Linked DNA regions of Sus scrofa: region 2 is linked to region 1. Evidence: chromatin contacts called from public targeted proximity ligation data. All regions are on one chromosome and are shown on one strand. The core of a region is the stretch at or near the end of the contact, and the rest is flanking DNA. Distances in the headings are between cores, read along the strand shown. Region 1 holds the start of BABAM2 (BRCA1-A complex subunit BRE). Region 2 has its middle 34 kb from the start of SUPT7L.

What was found.
Region 2: a targeted proximity ligation map of alveolar macrophages shows a contact between it and region 1. A contact is called at or near these places in 1 of 5 promoter capture datasets (liver), 16 of 47 Hi-C or Micro-C datasets (alveolar macrophages, embryonic fibroblasts, fetal heart ventricle and 8 more) and 2 of 2 datasets of targeted methods (alveolar macrophages and skeletal muscle).

What each region holds. Positions count from the first base shown.
Region 1 is chr3:111,326,369-111,329,793 of Sscrofa11.1, forward strand. It overlaps BABAM2 (BRCA1-A complex subunit BRE), which reads right to left and starts at 2,046. Exons shown (of 12, transcript XM_021088348.1): 1 at 1,911-2,046. RBKS (ribokinase) reads left to right here and starts at 2,408. Exons shown (of 8, transcript NM_001315776.1): 1 at 2,408-2,500. The coding sequence starts at 2,409.
Region 2 is chr3:111,495,846-111,499,316 of Sscrofa11.1, forward strand. No RefSeq gene overlaps it. Among named protein-coding and RNA genes, the nearest start is that of SUPT7L, 34 kb to the right of the region's middle.

The DNA.
Region 1 (3,425 bases), core at 796-3,295:
ATAACACTTCTATTTCTTATAAAGAGCTTCCATATGCATTAGTGCAGCTGATCTTCACAACCCTGGCCCATTAAGGTGTGAATTCAAATTCCCATTTTACAGATGACATGGATAACTTTTATAATTTGTCTCTGAAGGGCATACTAGCCTATATTATCATTTTGAAGGCTTTTTTTTTTTCCTATTCTGCAACATTTCCACTTTTATTTCTACCCATTGATGTCACAGTTCTTGAAAGGATGCTTATCTAGATCATATGCAAAACAGAAATACTCATCTTGGAAAAAGCAAAAGGACCTTACCTACATTACAGAATTATTCTTCCATGTACTTCCCCACAATACCTATTTTACCTCTCACTTCTATGAAAAAAGGAAACAGACCCAACACGTTCTGAAAATCGACTTAGTATCGGGCACTGTATTACCCACCTCTATCTGTAATTTCATTTATTTCCCCACAACTACCCTGTTCTCTGGTTAAGAGTATTATTCCCATTTCACAGATAAGAAAACCAAAGCTGGGCAAGATTGAGTAACTTATTCAAAGTCACAGATTCACAAATCTAGCAAGAAGGATCGGAATTCAAATCCAGATCTCCCTCCAAGTCCACTATACCCATCTTCCTCTCAAATAAACATTTATAACTTCAATCACCAAAAAAATAAAAGCATCAAAGTGAATGTGCTTTTTTTAAAAAAAAAAAAAAAAAGCATACATCTAGTAAAATGTGAGCAAAAAAGTCACCAATTTAAACTAATGGTTGCTTGACAACCAGAAACAAATTAGACTACTGTTGGTCTACTGCTGAAGCCTAGTGATTCACCAGGCAAACACTAAAGGGAACAAACCTGCTCCAGAAACCAAACTATACTTAAGGTGACAACATCCCATTCAATTCAGCAACTGGCATGACCTTAGAATGACACCTGAAGGAATGAATTTGTCTTTGTTTCCAGCACAGCCAGAACACTATCTTTTGACAGTGCAAGATTTCATGCAGCATTAAAATGTTTCAGCAGGAGCTGTTGTGACTTCTCTAAGGAAAAAAAAAAAAAAAAACCACTGATTCCAAAATCACAGGTCACCAAACAGCCAAAAAAGATGGTTCTTTGGCGCAATCCTTTTGAGTAAGGGACACGGATGGGGGTTCAACCCCCAGTAGTAACTTTACACATCGAAGCACAATAAGAGATCCTAGATAGGCAAAAATTTACGGTGGTCAGCCTCCCCTGAATGCTAATTGTGCAATTTCTATTTCCTGATTTTGACGTATTACAGAAGGAAAATGCAGAAATACAATTTTTATAGGGATCTGCTGCCTCAAAATAGGGTCACATGAGGTCCTCTGATGGGCAGCCTGGGGAATACAAAGACGTCTGAAGCATCGTCAGTTTCTTGCAATTAAGATGGGATGACAAACACGGAAACATGTGCCCAGCTTACGTCATGGAACGGAAAGGGGTGGCGTCCTGCTGCGTCACGTCGACGTCACGCAGCGCACGAGGGAAGTTACACGGGGGAAGCAATTTCTCCAAGGGGCAATGTTCAAGAAAAACAAGTCGACTCGAACCCAAAGAATGACATCCCGCTCCAAAGGGGGACATCTAAAAGGGACCAGAGGCTCTTCCTTCTCCCAAATTGTACGATCCCCTCATCAGGCGGGAAGGAGGAAGGAGCTGAGCTTAATCAGGGACCAGGGGCGGGCTAGGCATGGAAAGAGCAGCCTCTGGCCTTGGGGGCTCGTTCTCTAGGGAGCCAGCATGATGGGAATGAACAGGGCATCTTTGGAACAGGGGCCTTCTCTATAGAAAGAGGAGGCGAGCCCTGGGCATATTTAAACCACTGTCCTTAGCACCACCTGTGCGACTCGGGATCCAACCTCCCCGCACCAGCCCCAGTCCAGGTACCTGGAGCTTAGTCCGATCGGTAACCGGCGACTACGTGGGGTACAGGTTACCCGAGCGCGCCCCCGACCGACGCACCAACCTGCGCGCGCACCGCGGGCCGGATGCGTGCGCGCCCCCCGGACGTCCCGCCCCGCCCCCTCTGCGGCCCAGGAGCCGGGCGGCGTGCGCGTCCCCGGCCGCGCCAGGCCAGGCGCTCGGAGAGGCGTCCCCGCAGTGCCTGAAAGTTCCTGCCTCGGCGCCTGCCTCGTGCGCGGCAAGCAGCACGGAGTCTGGACCGATCAGGAGGGCTCTGTAGCGGGAAGCTGTGCAGGGAGACAATTCCTGGAAGAACTGGGGGCAGTTGGTGGGCGGGGTTATTTCGGGCATTCAGGTGGGCGACCCGCACGGACGTCCTGCAAGGCCCGCGTCGTTAGGGAGCGTAGGAGTGGCGTCCCTGGTTACCGGGTCGGGCAAAGGTTAAAGGGCAGCCTCCTGGTTGGAGAGCGCCGACGTAGAGCAATGGCCGCGTCTGGGGAACCCGGGAGGCAGTGGCAGGAGCAGGTGGCGGCGGCAGTGGTGGTGGTGGGCTCCTGCATGACCGACCTGGTCAGGTTAGTCTGGGGCCAGTTTGCAGAAGCCGCTGCTCGCGGGAGGGACGGACCGTGTTCTCTCTTCTTACTGCCTTGGCACTGGGGCCTTGGGCATGGAGCCTGTTGGCTTTTGGTGTGAACTACAGGTTTCCCCAGGCCGCCCTGTGCCTCGATGGGAAGAGGCAGGTTTTGAGTCTGTGAAGGTAACTGTCAGATGAGGAAACAAAGGCCAGAGCGTAGTAAAAGCTCTCGTGTAACTAGAAGCGCCTCCAAAGACCTGTTCCTGTTTTCCGGACCAGGCTGTTGAACCTCTCCCCGGGCTAGCCAGTGACTTTAACCAAGTTATTTTACCTTCCAGAAGGTGCCCCCACCTCACTGGGCTGTTATGAAAGTGAAATGAACTAAAGTGTTTTGAGCCATAACACCATCCAGGTTGGGTATTATTCGTGGAACGTGTATAAAATGAGTGGAGCAGAGGTCAACAGGCCGTTCACTCTATTGATCGTTAGCATTCTTGCATTTCATATTTTCCGTTTATTTTTCAGTATTAGAGTAACTGTAGGTTACTTATGGCAAACCAAGTGTGAATCAAAATAAAAACCCATAAATACAATATCTATAATAGTAAAAAACAAAATCGGAGTTCTCTTGTGGTGTAGCGGGTTAAGGATCCAGCGTTGTCACTGCAGAGGCTTGGCCACTGCTGTGGCTCGCATTGGATCCCTGGCCCTGGCATGGACCAAAAAAAAAAAAAAAAAGGGATGAAATAAAATATGCTAGAAGGAAATCGGAAAATCGTTGAGCTAGGTCAGTGACATTGGATCTTTCCAATTTATTTTTTAATGAAAATGGCTTTTTTGATTGTAAAAGTAATATTTATTTATTGCGCTCTCTCCCTCTCTCATCTATATCCCAAGGAAATCCTATGATTCATGTTGCTTCACTT
Region 2 (3,471 bases), core at 631-3,130, 170 kb after region 1:
CTCATGACAAGGGAAAGAGTAGATGTCAGAAGCCTCCTTAGGTATCTGGAAGAGAACAGCTCCCTCCGCTCCCTCCCTTCCTTGTATGAGGTCATTGAACCAGGATGACAAAGCAAACAGTGATGTGTTGGGACTTGTTCCCGGACTCATTCCAGGGTTTCTCCAGCCCCTCCCTCCTCCTCCTCCTCCTCGCAGAATGGCAGACCCAGGTGTGGACAACAAACTGAACTGGATTTGGTCCTGGGGATCTGGGAGACAGACCCTAGTTGGGAGGCATCCTCTGTGATGGTGAAGAGGTCCCGAAAGACCCTGGTGGAAGTGGGAATGGGAGTATTAGCTCCAGTGGACACCTGCACAGTCCTCCAGGCTTCCGTGTGCTTTCATGTATTCTCACATGTGTTAAGGGGGGCAAGAATTCTTTTCTGACTTTACAGATGCGAAAACTGAGACTTGTGTATAGTCAGCAACTTAATCAGGGTTACATGGCTTGGGTGACAGAGCCAGACTTCAGATTAGTTTTGTGACTCTAGTTACAACACCTTCCCACCTCACCACAGTTCCTTCAACTTCACTCATTGGTACACCTCCTTTACACTTGGTACCGTGTTGCAGGCCACCGTGCATTATTGGCTTCATGTTCTTCTTCAAATAAACTCACTTTAAAAATTGACCTCAGGGGGGAAAAAAAAAAAAAGAAAAAGAAAAAAGAAAGGAGCTCCCTGGTGCTCAGTGGGTTAAGGATCTGGCATTGTCACTGCTGCGGCTCTGGTATAGCTGTGGCGCAGGTTTGATCCCTGGCTCTGAAGCGGAACTTCCACATGCCAAAAGTGTGGCAAAAAAAAAAAAAAAAAAATTTTTTTCACCACATTCTACACCATACATATACATGTGTGTACGTAAGTATATATTCCTATACGTAACTGCTAAAATTAGATATTTTTTCATTCTCCTCCCCTAAAGGCAATTCCCATAAGGCTGCGCAATTTGAGAAACTGCCCAAATGTCCCCCGCCCTCGCGGCATTGCTAACGATAGATCTTTATAGGCTGGTAGCCAAGTGGCTGCCCTTGTTGAAATGCTCTGCCAGTAGGATCACTCAGGGCTGCCACTGTCATTGTTAGGGCTGTGCCTCCAAATCACAGAATTACTGAATCAGGAGGGATAAGAGAGAGATCATGGAATCCAACTCCTAAAGGGCAGAACCTTATACAGCACACCCACTCAGAGCCCTCAAGATTAAGGGAGCACCATTCCAAGACAAAAAGAGGAACCAGATGTAGTCTTTGCTCCAGAAACTCGCAAAGCTTACAAACATAAACTACTGAAAACTAGAAGGAATAAGCAGAGGATCTGGAATCGTGGTTCCACCATGAACTTGGCATGCCTTTGAGCAAGTCTCTTCCGGTTTCTGAGCCTCAGTTTCCTTAAACAGAGGTGATAGTGTCTCCTCTTTTTACCTTTTAAGTCTGATAAATAAAAATTCAGAGTTTGGAAATGAGTGATATATCAAAATATCAATCAAATTAGATACAATTTTTGTCAATTGTTCCTCAATAAAGACAGCGCGGGGGGGGGAGACAAGTGTGAAAAATTCTCTGTAAGACAGTGTGTAAGTAATAGATAGGCAATGCCTAAACTCCTCCATAAAATATTTGCATTATAACTAGAGAAAGACTTTCTCCAGGTGGAACTAAGCACCAGAAACAGGCTGAGAAGACACTGGTGACCTGACCCAGCTTGCTGCCCCAAACCCTTTCAGAATCCTGATTTTGAGAGAGTTCAGGATCTGATTGTTACTCTTGCTTTGCTTTGAAACGCTCGTCTACTGGCTTTGAGCCCCACCTGCAAATTGCTGCATAGTGATGGGTCTTTACTGCCCTCTTGTGGTCACTTCTTGCCACAGTTGCACTGACTTTTGAAGCGGTGTGCGTGACAGCCAGAGGAAACCAGAGCCAAGCCTCACGATCAAGATTTTCCAGAGCCAGCAGAGGACTTAAAGCCCAAATTAAAACCATCTGCTGGAATCCAGAGCTTCTTGACGGGAAGGGGTAGTTTCGCTTGATTTTGCCCCAAGTAGGATAGGAATCCAAGCCTCTGCCTGCACTAACCCTGTTAAGACGGTTATCGCCTAGACTGTCCAGCTTGTCTGGAACAAATTCTGGAAATGAAAGCAGCTCAAAGGTCCCTTCTCCGCCCCCAAAACCCAAGGGTAGAAAGGTCCAGGACTAGAACTTGCCCTCCAACCCTCACCCCTGTAAAGCAACAGTTAACAGAGCACCTATTTTGTGAACTGGGAGGTGCAATGAGGAACAGGTAGCGTACAAAGTGAGATGGTTCCTGTCCCCAGCTCATAAGGCTCGCAAACATAAATGACCCAAGCACACTGCATACATACAATTAACGGATATGGGACCATCCGAGCAAGGGCCAGAAATCAAAGTGCTGTAGGGCTAGTGGGGAAAGAGAGCCTACTAACAAGCAGGGGAACAAGAGCTTCCTGAAGACAATGAGACTCAAGACAGTGAGACTCATTTAAAGAAATGAGCAGGACCTTACCTAGCAGACGTTAGCAAGATCACAATGATGCTGATAATAACTACATTTGGGGGAGCCAACTGTGTCCAGCGTGGCTAAAATTTGAGAGATGGCTCAGTTATTTAATCTCGACAGCGATACTGAGGTATTTTCCCTATTTAAGAGCCCAGGAAACCAAAGTTCAAGGCCATGTACAGCAAGTCTTGATGGCAAATATTGGAAGAATTAAAAGCAAAAGTTGTGTTTGGGTCAAAGAGTCTATTATTACTAGAGTATTGGGTGTACTTGGTCAGGTGCAGAAAGGAAAAGACAAGGGCATATGGGAGTGAGTTACGATGATGAGAAAGTATAGGAGCCCTGGAGTTCCTGCTGTGGCTCAGCAGAAACGAACCGAACTAGTATCTATGAGGATGTGGGTTCAATCCCTGGCCTCGCTCAGTGGGCTAAGGATCTGGCATTGCTGTGGCTGTGGTGTAGGCCGGCAGCTGTAGCTCCAATTAGACCCCTAGCCTGGGAACCTCCATATGCTGCAGGTGCGGCCTTAACATAAGAGAGAGAAAGAAACAAAACAAAACAGGCACCCTATGATAAGGGACTTTAAAGCCGCAAATGAATTTGGACTTAATGCTTTGGATAATGGAGAACATTCTGAGATTTCAAAGCAAAGGATTCTGCCCAGTGATGTACTTTAGGGTAATTCAGATGTGTGACGAGAGCTCCACAAGGCAGACACAAGGGGCAGGGAGGTCTATGAGGAGTCCTGAGGCAAGGGGAGTTTGGGCAAGGGGCAATGCAGAGGAATGAACCCTAAAGCCTCTACTGGAGAAACTGTTAAGACTGACCTGGGGTAATGTGATCTTAAAAAATGGTCACCAACAAGGACCTACTGTACAGCACAGGGAACTCTACTCAATATTCTATAATAACCTTTGTGGGG